2 separate regions of the Capsicum annuum genome follow, and region 1 is linked to region 2. Evidence: chromatin contacts called from public Hi-C data. All regions are on one chromosome and are shown on one strand. Each heading gives the region's core, a stretch centred on a gene start, on an enhancer-like site or on the middle of the called end of the contact. The rest is flanking DNA. Distances are from core to core; before and after follow the strand shown. Region 1 has its middle 13 kb from the start of LOC107872783. Region 2 holds the start of LOC107872784.

What was found. Hi-C and Micro-C count contacts between places; a contact is called where the count stands out from the background.
Region 1: a contact with region 2 is called in a Hi-C map of placenta, with 2.5 times the contacts expected there. The contact joins the enhancer-like site here to the promoter of LOC107872784 in region 2. A contact is called at or near these places in 3 of 5 Hi-C or Micro-C datasets (bud, leaf and placenta).

Annotation. Positions count from the first base shown.
Region 1 is chr6:192,248,143-192,253,735 of UCD10Xv1.1, forward strand. No RefSeq gene overlaps it. Among protein-coding and RNA genes, the nearest start is that of LOC107872783, 13 kb to the right of the region's middle. Within about 2 kb of position 1,674, at least 1 of the 5 cell types and tissues checked has an H3K27ac peak or open chromatin away from gene starts, as enhancers often do.
Region 2 is chr6:192,122,127-192,128,153 of UCD10Xv1.1, forward strand. LOC107872784 reads right to left here and starts at 4,439. Exons shown (of 10, transcript XM_016719386.2): 1 at 3,984-4,439; 2 at 211-332. The coding sequence starts at 4,144.

The DNA.
Region 1 (5,593 bases), core at 424-2,923, 120 kb after region 2:
CATAATTATCCACCCGACACATTCATTTTTGATACAATTGACGAGAAATATGAGCATTTAAAAAGGAAAGGTAATGAAAATCAGTTCAATTAAGGAGCAAATCACGCAACTTTGATTTATTTATTTACCGGTGATCCACAAAATTGCATAATTAGTTAAAAAATTTAAATTTAAAAAAAATCACAATTCTTGAAGCAGCAACATGCTTTTCTTTCTTCTCTATTTTGTTGTAGCTTGATTTTCTTATCAATAAAATAAAATAGAGTGAGATACATCCCTGCATTGAGATACAGTAAAAATATAGTAGTTAGTAATTAGTTTGGTTATTAATCACTGGATGTATCAATAGAATGAAATTGAGTGAGATACATCTCTTTTGAAAGCTATTAGGTCAAGATATATTAGACTATAAATAATTTAAGAGAGATACACAATTAAATTTGTATATCATATATGGATTTGGCATAAAATTATGTATCTCCAAACCAAATTTTACGTATCTCGCGTTTTTCTTTATGTATCTCACAAAAATTCAGTACGATACATGGTATTTGTAGTATTTTTTAGGTGTATATTCATGTTCTACTCCATTCCGTCATTAATGACTGACACCTCGTAAAATCCACAGCACGAGCTAAAACGAATTAGATAAAATTTTAAACTTTTGAAGTTAATCTAACATAAATTCAATCGGACGACAGGAAAAATACCAATTTCTCCATTTAACAAAGAAATTGAAGATTCATTTAGAGTGAATTATTTTGTCGGAAATTCAATTGAACGACAAAAAAAAATACAAATTTCTCCGTTTAACGGAGATATTGAAGAATCGTTTGGAGTGAATTTTTCTGACAAAAATTTAATCGAACGATAGAAAAAATTACAATTTCTTCTTTAATGAAGAGATTGAAGATTCGTTCATAGGGATTTCTTCATCGAGGCTTCTACTGATATGTTGTCGACATTGTTCTGTTGATATTAGTGTTGTTGTGTTACTGAAGTTCTCCTTTAATGGAGAAACTGAATATGGCATGTGTGGGGGTGGGGAGAGCACGATTTTGTAGAAAGTAGATCTTTAGCCTTAAAATAAGGAGTTGTTTTTTGATTTTTTTGTTGTATTTGATTATTTATAGAGAAAATGTAAATTAGGGATTCAAGAAATTAATTAAAAAAAAATATTTTATATAGTTTAGTAAAAAAAGTTGTGGTGTTGTATAATTTTCTTCTTTAAAAATAGGACAGAAATTTAAAAAAAAAATTAAACTATTTAAGGACCGAAATATCCCAATTAAACATGGTCAGCAGATGGAATTTATAAAATGGGTGAAGCTTCACATGGCCATTTCGGGCGGCAATATTATGGTCGAGTGGCCATAAGGCGTCTTTTTTTCAAATTTTTTTTTTGAAAGTATCTTTTTCAAAAATAGATACTTAGAAACACTTTTAAAAAAGTTTGAATAATTATTAATTGTTGTTCAAAAATGCATTTTAAATTGATTGGTCAAATATAAAACAGTTTAATTAAAGAACTTTTCAAAAAGCACTTCAATAAAATACTTTTTAAAATAAATTAATTTTAAAATCTTAATTAGACTGACTATAATTAACAACATTTGCATTTCATAGTAGGAGTTGGGTTGTGCTCTTCTCTTATCCACATTTGAGCCTAGAGACAACTGGCCCAAAACAATGAGGTACTTTATAGGATAACTGAATGGTTATTGTTTGTGCTTAGCACGGGTCCAATACGATAAATTAATTTAACAAAGTTTTGCTGATAATATTTTATGAAAAAAATCTATCGAACACCCTACACCAAATTTAGAGTATAAGGTATAGCACTTTATGAATTTATTGAAATAAAAAGAAATAAGAATGAACATAACTACTACAGCTGAAGTGCATGCGATGTGGTTTCACTTGTAAGAGCCCTCTAAAAATATATTTAATTCATAATTTGTACATTTTCTTTCTATCTAGATTTATACAAAATAAATCTTTTGACGAAAGTAGAGCAATTAAATAAAAAATTAAGGTCATTGGTGTATTGCAATGTTGGACCTAGCTGATTGTCTTTTTTGTATACCTGCATAGTTTAAATTTGGCCTTCCATTCAATATCATTATATCCTTTAGCATAAGTGAATTCACTGATGAAGGAGAAGCGACTTTCTTACTGAATATTTGCTTCAACAACTGTAAAGCAGTCTCTATGAAAAGGAGACTTCCCATGTTGTACATACCATGAAACAATAATGAAATCAAAATGGAAGAAGCTTCAACAGGAATATTTATTTACAATAAATGGGGATAGAACAGAGAGTCAGTTAACTTTCCACAATGTGACACATATTAGCTTAAGTTAATGAAAAGGTACAAACAGAACAACTTACTGGAGCTTTACTTTACTGGGATTAATAATCAATATCAGTTCAAGTCATAACTATGACCAAATTGCACTCATCTGATTGTGTAATTCCACTTATAAAAAGCTCAGAATTTCAGTATTATATATGAAGCTTCACTTGAAATGAGTGCATAATCTGAAACACTTATATACTCCTTTGATATTCGTCTCATTCAGTGAAGGATTCATGATTTTCATTAAGGGGGGTCCTGAAGTAAAAATACAGCGCATAGATTTTGAACTTGGAAGCTCCGGGTGAATTTGAACTCCCTGAATCACTAAGCCAACATCTAATCTTGTGTTCATGAGATTCAAAATCTACATATATCAAATATACATACGATATGAGAAGATTAAAATAAAAAATTCACCTATTTAAATATATGAGTTGTAGTAGGAAATTGTCAATCTGCGACACGGATGGAGCATCAAAATTGAAGAGTCCACACAACTTAAATTCTCAATTAGTAATCATTGAAAAAAAAAAAGAAAAAAACTCAATCAACATTTTTTTCCTATAACTCATAAATTAGTCAAAGTAATGCAACTACATTAAAAGGAAGAGAACTCAATAGATCATTATTCTCTATGATAATATGTATTTAATTTTAGAAAAATCAAGTACAAGAAGATACAGAAAGTGCAAGTTAGAAGAATTAACTAATTTTCTAGTTATTCAAACGCGACATCATAAAATCAGATAGTTATTATAGAGAATGTCACATAAAAAAATATAAGTACAATTTGAAAAAAGAGACGAACATGCACATATAAAAAAAATTAAATGAAATTAGCCACCAAGGAACTAGAAATAAAGCAAGATGTTAAGGTGAACAACAAATCAGTACAAAGTATTGCACAATGAATCTGGTATTTTGATTTGCCTTTATGAAATTTATTATCTAGATTTTTCACCCTCCCTGAGTTCCTCTTCTAGATAATCAACCTTAAAGCACTTTCCTTCTTTGTCGGAATCTGTTTGGATGGACTTATAGTTTACGATTTATAACGTGAAATTACTAACTTATGCCTTTTTGATTTTTTTCTTGGGGTATTTTGACTTTAAAATAAGTGCTTAAAAGGTTTTTCTCTTAAGTTTTTTAAAGTTATTTTGACTTAAAAACACTTAAAATAAGCTAATCCAAGCAGTCTGTTATAATCCTTTCATTTGTTGGGCTATATGTTCGTATTTTCTCCAGAAAATTCATTTTTTTCTCAGTTATGTCACAAAGCTTCTATTATTGGGGTATTCTTCCGTTGCAAGAACCAATACTTGTCAAATAAAATAATTAAGAGGATTAAACTAAAATTGAGTATTTTTTTCAAGAACAAAACTTTCCCAACATTTTGAGCTCCCAAATAATCTTGCTTCGGATAATTGATCATACAAAATTATAAAAATAAATTGTGACCGAAATAAAAAAAATATAATGAAAAGTGTGAAATGAATAGCGAGCTAATCAAGGGAAGTGCACATACTGTATATTTTTTTTTTTGAAGAATTTTTAATGGTAGTTACCCAAGGACCCAAAAATTTCACGTCAGCCGTGAATTGGAGAGATTTAAGCAATAAAATGAAAGAAAAATCATTCCTGAAATTGAAACACCCGACATAAAAGATGAAGAGATCTGAATTTTATGGAACATCATAGTGAAAGTTAGGCTAAAATTAAAATAAAATATTGATTTGAAATTGAAAAGCCTCGAAATAATCCTTAATTGAAAAAAGATTTAGTAGAAATGAAGATTTGAAGGAGTGATGTTTCATTCTTGGAACTTACAAATGAATGAGTTGATGAATTGATCCTTCCAGAATGAGAAGGATGAGATGTCACGTAGACTGAGCTATGTGAAAGTACATTTTTAGCCTTGGTCGTCCTCCTAGTTGCTTTTCCATACAGTAGATAGAAAAAATAATAATTTATTTAAAGAATTCTTAATTATATATTCATACAGAGTAAAGCATCTCGTACTCTCCTTAACTATGACCAAATTTGTTACGACACACTCCAACTTCACAGGGATTTTATTACCTTTCTAAACTAAATTTTAGCGTATTTTTGTCAACCTTTTTAGCTGACATGACTTCTTTTGTCAATTTTTTTACTGACGTAACACCTTTGACGTGGGTCTCATTCTATGTAATAAAAGTGTCACGTCTACACAAAAAGGTGATCAAAATATGCTAAAATTAAGTTTGGGGAGAAGGGGGATAATGGGATGATCCCTGTTCAATTGGAGTATATCACAACAACTTTGACCATAGTTCGAGGGGAGGGGTGGAGGGGTTTGTACTGGTGCTTATCTTATTTATGTATAATGTAACATTGAATTTGTAGTGAATCAGAAAAAGTATCAAACTTAAGTTTGATCATAGATGAAGAAGTATACTCTTACATATACGAAATGACCATATGTTTTTCAAAATTTTATTTCATATATTTCAAGCAGTCTATTAAAGAGGGAGGTCTTTTTATATATAATTTGAGAGTATTTTAACATTTTATTAAAAAAATAACTTGAAACAAAATTTATAATCTTTTTGATTGAATAATTTTCAACTAAATGCAATAATTGAAATTTAAAACTTGTTAAAATTATATTAATTTGAAATAGTATAATCAACATTAAATTGTAGATTATGTTGAAAATTTTCTTTTGGGATGGCTAAGGTGAGAAGTGAGAAATGAGAAGTAGTGCATTTTAAAGAAGAAGAAAAAAAGATTGAATGGAAAATAAAGCCCACAAAAAGAGAGAAATTTTAGATAATAAATTTATATTGTGAAATTACTATTCCTTGATCGTTTTCCAACTTACTCTTCTATATAAAAAATAAAAAAATAATTACCTAATAATGTATACACTATATTTATCAAATATAGTGGTTTGTTTAGAAATATATCAAATATAGTGAGGATTTTATGAAATTTGCATTATATCAGTGATATAACGATTTACTCTGTATACAAAAAAATTTCAAGAAATGAATTTGTAACAGAGTGATATTACTATATTTCATAATTATTCAAACTATCACTATTTTTAGTAAGTAGAAGTCAAACTATTGTTATTTATGAAGTTTTCCTATTTTACTAGTAAAATTTGTTTATTGACCATTTTCTTGCTCCCCAACCCCACAACATATATATATATATATGCCCGTGCAATACGCGGATAATATTAAAAT
Region 2 (6,027 bases), core at 3,189-5,688:
CTAAGACTTGCAACTTGTTGCAGAGCTAGAACTCTAATATTTTTTTCATGAAGTCCACAAAAGTTATGTGAACCCAGGTAAAGTAAGCTATCATTCCTTCGAATGCAATTTACTAACAGTACGAGGAATATTGACATTTAATAAAGCTGTACTACACAAGCTAAAAAATGTATCATCTAAATAAGATTTTATAGACTAAACAGTCACTACCTGCATTCGTCCTTGAGTGGGTAGCCACTAATGGGAGTACCTTCTCTGGAATACTCGAAAGCAGTGGCAAAGTGTTGAGATCAGTCTCGATAGGAATCATCCGATACCTTGGAGCTCTAACCCTGAAAGTTATAAGCAAAAAAAAACTAATAGAACAGTTCAAGATAATCTGAACACCCTCCCTCTGACATAGAGAAAACACGGACTCCAAATTCAAATAAAAACTAATTTTATTTTATTTTTGGGGAGGGGGGTTCCTTTGGTCAGTCAAATAACACCTAATTCATCACATGCAAAAAAACAAAGTGTCTACTTCTACAAAGACTTGAAGTTTAAGATATCTAAACACTATCATGACAACATTAGCAATTCAACTAAAGTTCAATATGAGAAAAGAGCTTCGACATTGTGAGTCTTTCCAACAGAACTGCTGATACAGAATAAATACAATACAGCATAGACACGGGTGCAACAGTAGAGTTGCACTTTTATAACTTGTCGATCATGGGTTCAAGACGTGAGACCCACCCTCATTGCTGCAAGCCCCTTAGCATAAATAAAAGGAAAGGCTGCGCAGACATACGCTCACACTAATCAGGGAGCACTTCAAGTAGGCTTAAGATTTTTTAGAAAAATATAACAATAAGCTGACATCGCATTTTTAAAGAGTTCTTACGTAAAACATCCCTTAGGTTAGAGGGTTACTCTATTCCCCTCCAACATATACAAACAAACATATAATCCTTCAGGCCTTGGTCAAGTTTTAACGGACATCTAATGGATTCAAGTCAATAGAGTTGACCACATATGGTCCTTAAGTTAGCTATTGGTCCACTGCCATATTGCTTATAGTAAATAAGACAAAACAAATATAATCTTTTAAATTTGTAAAACAGGGGCATTCGAGTCTTGCGCCATGCAAACTACGTCTGGTAGTTAAGTGGAGGAAAGGGTAGAGGACGGGCCCACTATCCCCAAATTTTGCAATTTGTGGTTGGTCCTAAAGGTTGGCCTAAATCCATCATCAGAAGAAATTATAAAACGGGAGCAAATTTAGCCTAAAGGAAACCTAATCTTAGATTAAGTTAGCTCATTTCCATTCTTTTCATTATTTAGCAAATATAGGGCCCATTTGGCAATGAAATTGTGAAATTTGGAAAAAAAAAAAAAAAAGTTCTGTTTTTAAAGTGAAAAAAGGTATTTGAAAATTGAAGTTGTGGTCGGCCATGAATACAAATTGGAGTTGTTTATTGAATTTCTGTGAGTGATTTGGAGTAAAAGGTGAGACAACTTTTTGATCTTTTAAAATTCCAGAATTTTATGGCCAAACATGATTTCCGGAATTCAACTCAAGAAAAAACTACAAAATATTCATCGCCAAACGGGCCACATAGTTTTCTCAGATTTTAAATGCGAACATATTTGGTCATGTGCAACGAGAAATTGGAAATGAAAGGAAGTGAAAGGTGGGGTTCTTGGATTTAAAGCTATATTTATTAAAAGTAATGGTGGAACAACTCCTTATCATAGTATAATTCATTCAATTTTTTCCTAGCCTTATTTGACACTGCAAGTGAATAAAGTATTCTTTGTTCTTAATCTATTTCATGTTCTATAACATGATCGGCGTTTTAGAAGGCAAAGGAGCAAGGTGTGACATTTTACCTATCAAAGTACAAGATATGTTAGCTTTAAGGCCCTGTGCATACTTGATGAAATTTTATAAATATCAAAAGAAAAGATGTATAAATATTGAAAAACTACCGGAGCAAATAATATTCTATGTCACTGAATCCTAGTAATACAACAAAATCATATTAAATAAGTTATTATCTATATTTAAAAGCATTAAAAAGGACTCGGTCACATACATCAAACAATACAATACCATAAATCGTACAAGGAGTATTATCAGTATTATTCGGGCACATACAGTAAGATAGTCCAAGATGTCTAAGGCATTGAGCAAATATACACCTATTTGAGGTGCTAGCCAAATGAGAGGTCATTTTGCCTAGCGATGGGTCACCAGACAATCACAAGTTTCCCTTTTAAAACATTCATTATGGTATCTGTTTTCTCGTCTTTTTTTATATATAGGGACCATATGCAAAGTGGTCTTTAAGGTGCTAGCCAAATGAGAGGTCGTTTTGCCTCGCGATGGGTCACCAGTCAGTCACAAGTTTTCCTTTTAAAAAGTTCATTATGGTATCTGTTTTCTTGTTATTTTTCATATATAAAGAGTATATGCAAAGAGGTCATTTGTTTTAACATTATACAACCTATTAATGAAACTCTTCAGAGTTTGAATATGTTGGATCAAGTTTCTCCGTCATGTAAATCAAATAACTACATATATATTTACTTTTACATTAGAGGGAAAAAGATACGGACCAACTCAGGATTCATTCAGACCATACCACAAGTGCCTCCATTTTGTAAACATATAAGACTGTTGTGTGTGAGTGTGGTGTGTGACAATATTAGTTCAGAGTTAATAAAAGGTAACAAAATAAATCAATCCCAAACATAGTAAACTATTTGAGTTGGGAACTCTTAATTTTAAGAGAGTAAGAAGTGCTATACACTCTCTGGTCCACTTAGCCTTCTTTTTTTTTGGGGGGGCTATTTTAGAATGTTTCCAAATTTTTTACCATTTCTTTGCTAAAAAACTCTTCACAAATTTTAACAATTCACACTCACTCAAAAACAACTATTTTCTCTATCAAACTAAGTGTACACACACCTAGACTAATTGCATCGCTATCTCCCACCAACACTAACCAAGAAACCCTGTCCAGCAAGGCACGGACCTAGTGTTTTTGCCTCCATTAAGATTTGAACCTGAGACCCATAGTTCTCAATCTACTTCATTGATCACTACTCAAACTTACTAAACTATCAAATTTTCGACATCGAACTAAGTTTGAACACACCTAGACTAATTGATGCCTATCTCCCACCAACACAGGAACCCTGTCCACCAAGGCTTGGAGAGTCGCCTAGTATTTTTGTCTCTATGAGGATTTAAACCTGAGACCTCACAGTTCTCAACTACTTCATCGATCACTAGGTAGTCCATACCCTTAAGCGCCTATAAAACATTAGATGCTTTTTATGAATGTCAACTATGTATCTTAAGTAAATTGCTCCCGGTTGATTAATCATTTGATAACCGGAGCCATTCTCCGATAAATGGTCCACCGCGAATCAGATTCAATAGAATTTTATCAATCCCCTTTTTTGTCGTTAAGGTGGAGAACTGAACCATTCAACTAGTACTTAAGTCTCTCTTAAACTAACGGTAATATAAATGAATAATTGTCGTTGTCATACACCATAGTACAAAATGGAAAGGGAGAACACGAACTAAAATGACAAATTTTTTCGTCATTTTTTAATAACCGTGGTATTCAAGCCAACTTTTGCGCACCTCAACTAATTCCACGGGATATCAGGTATCAGGTAACTCCTCATGTAACTCTATCCACCAAGGCTAAACAGGTGGGAAGAAATCACCAAGCCTACCAAACATAGATGAGTTTTATGAATGTCAACTACGTATGGCAACTGAATTACTCCGGATTGTTCAATCATTGGATAAACAAAGTCATTCACTAGAATTTGATCGATCCTATTTTCTTTCGTTAAGGTGGAGAACTGAACCATTCAACAATTATTTAATTCTCTCTTAAACTACCGCTAATATAAGTGAATAATTGTTGTCAAATTTCACCCAAATAAATACTACAATTTGAAGATAATGTACGTACCTTTCAGCGGAGGGTACAAGTTCAGAAGCATTGAAATCATGAAATGCTTTATCGGTGGGAACAGGAATTGTACCACAGAGAAAACCGACGGGTTTAGGGCGAGCAATTTCAAGCCTTCCTACACATTGTAACTCTCGAGAACTTGACGGCTGTTTCTCCATACATAAAATTCCTCTTCAGTGGCTCTACGGTTTAATTTTCGTTCTTCTTCGATGTGAATAACTGAGAAGAAGAAAATCGGTTTGGGGTTTTGTGCTCTGAATGTATGTTCCAGAAGTTTCGCATGAAAACAAGAAGAAATAAAAATAGTTGCAATGGAGAAAATTAGGAGGTTATTTATGGATAAAAAAGAAAAAAAGAAATCTCTAATGTTTTATTTAAGTAGAGGATTTTGGGGGTATTTGGATTTAGCTAAAATAGGAGGTTATGTGTGGATAAGAAAGAAATTTCTATTGTAAATTATTTCTGGATGTTCACTACACATACTACATATACTATTGTTGGATGTATTAGTTTATGAATGTACTCTCATATAGTATACTTATTTCATATATTAGTGTCTATAAAAGGCTTTGCTTATTACATGATTTGTACAAATCAAAAAGAAGAAGAAAAAAGTTTTTTCTTATATAGATCTCTCTTCTCGCCTCTTTCATTTTAGTATATTTCAGAATATTTATTTACAACACGTTATTAGCATGAGATCCCTCATAAGAATATGGAAATTCCCCAATCATCAATTTGATTCAAAATAAGTTACGATGATATATGTCTTATAGATAGTGCTACCACACATACTATTCTAAAAGATAAGAAATATTTCTCTTATTTGGTAATGAAAGAATTCAATGTTAATACTATATGTGGTAGTACAAGATTAATTGAAGGTTCCGAAAAAACTAACTTATTACTTTCCGAAGGAACAAATTTGATGATTGGTAAAGCATTATATTGTAGTAACTCTCAAAGAAACTTATTAAGTTTCAAAGACATTCGCCAAAATGGCTATCATATTGAGACTACAAATGATGGAAAAATTGAATATCTTTATATTACTACAATAATGTCGGGTAATAAATACATACTTGAAAAATTACCCGCTCTTCTTCCAGCTTATACTACACAAATATTAGCATTGTTGAAACATATACCATAGTAAATCAAAAGTTTACTGATTGAAACAGTTTTATTATTTGGCATGATCAGTTGGGTCATCCCTGTTCTAATATGATACGCAAAATAATTGAGAATTCATATGAACACTCATTGAAAGTTGTAATTGAATCCCCTGTATTTCTGGAACGTATATAGGGTGATATATGTGGGCTCATTCACCCTCCATGTGGACCATTTAAGTATTATATGGTTTTAATAAGTTCATCTACAAGATAGTCACATGTGTGTTTATTATCAACTCGTAATTTGACACTTGTGAGATTACTTGCTCAAATAATAAAGTTAAGAGCACAATTTTCAGATTATACAATAAAGACAATTCAGCTTGATAATGCGGGTGAATTTACATCCCAGGCTATTGATGATTATTGTATATCAACTGAAATAACAGTTGAACATCTAGTTGTCCATGTTCATACTCAAAATAATCTAGCAGAATCATTGATTAAACGCCTCTAATTAATTGCTAGACCAATGCTTATGAGAACAAAACTTCCCATTTCGATATGGGGTCATGCTATTTTGCATGCAGCAGCTCTTGTGCGGATAAGGCCCACAAGTTATCATAAAGTATCCCCATTACAATTAATTTTTGGTCAAGAGCCAAATATTTTCCGTCTAAGAGTTTTTAGATGTGCGGTATATGTTTCAATTGCTCCACCATAACACACAAAAATAAGTCCTCAATATATCCAATATTAGGGGGAGAAAATAAGCAGTTGGAAAAAGAGATATCCAATATTAGGGGGAGAAAATAAGCAGTTGGAAAAAAAGATAGACTAGAATGCATTATCATTATCTCACTTAGATCCCCGTACAAATAAATGTGAACTAGAAGTTCAAAGGATAATTCATTTGCAAAACATTG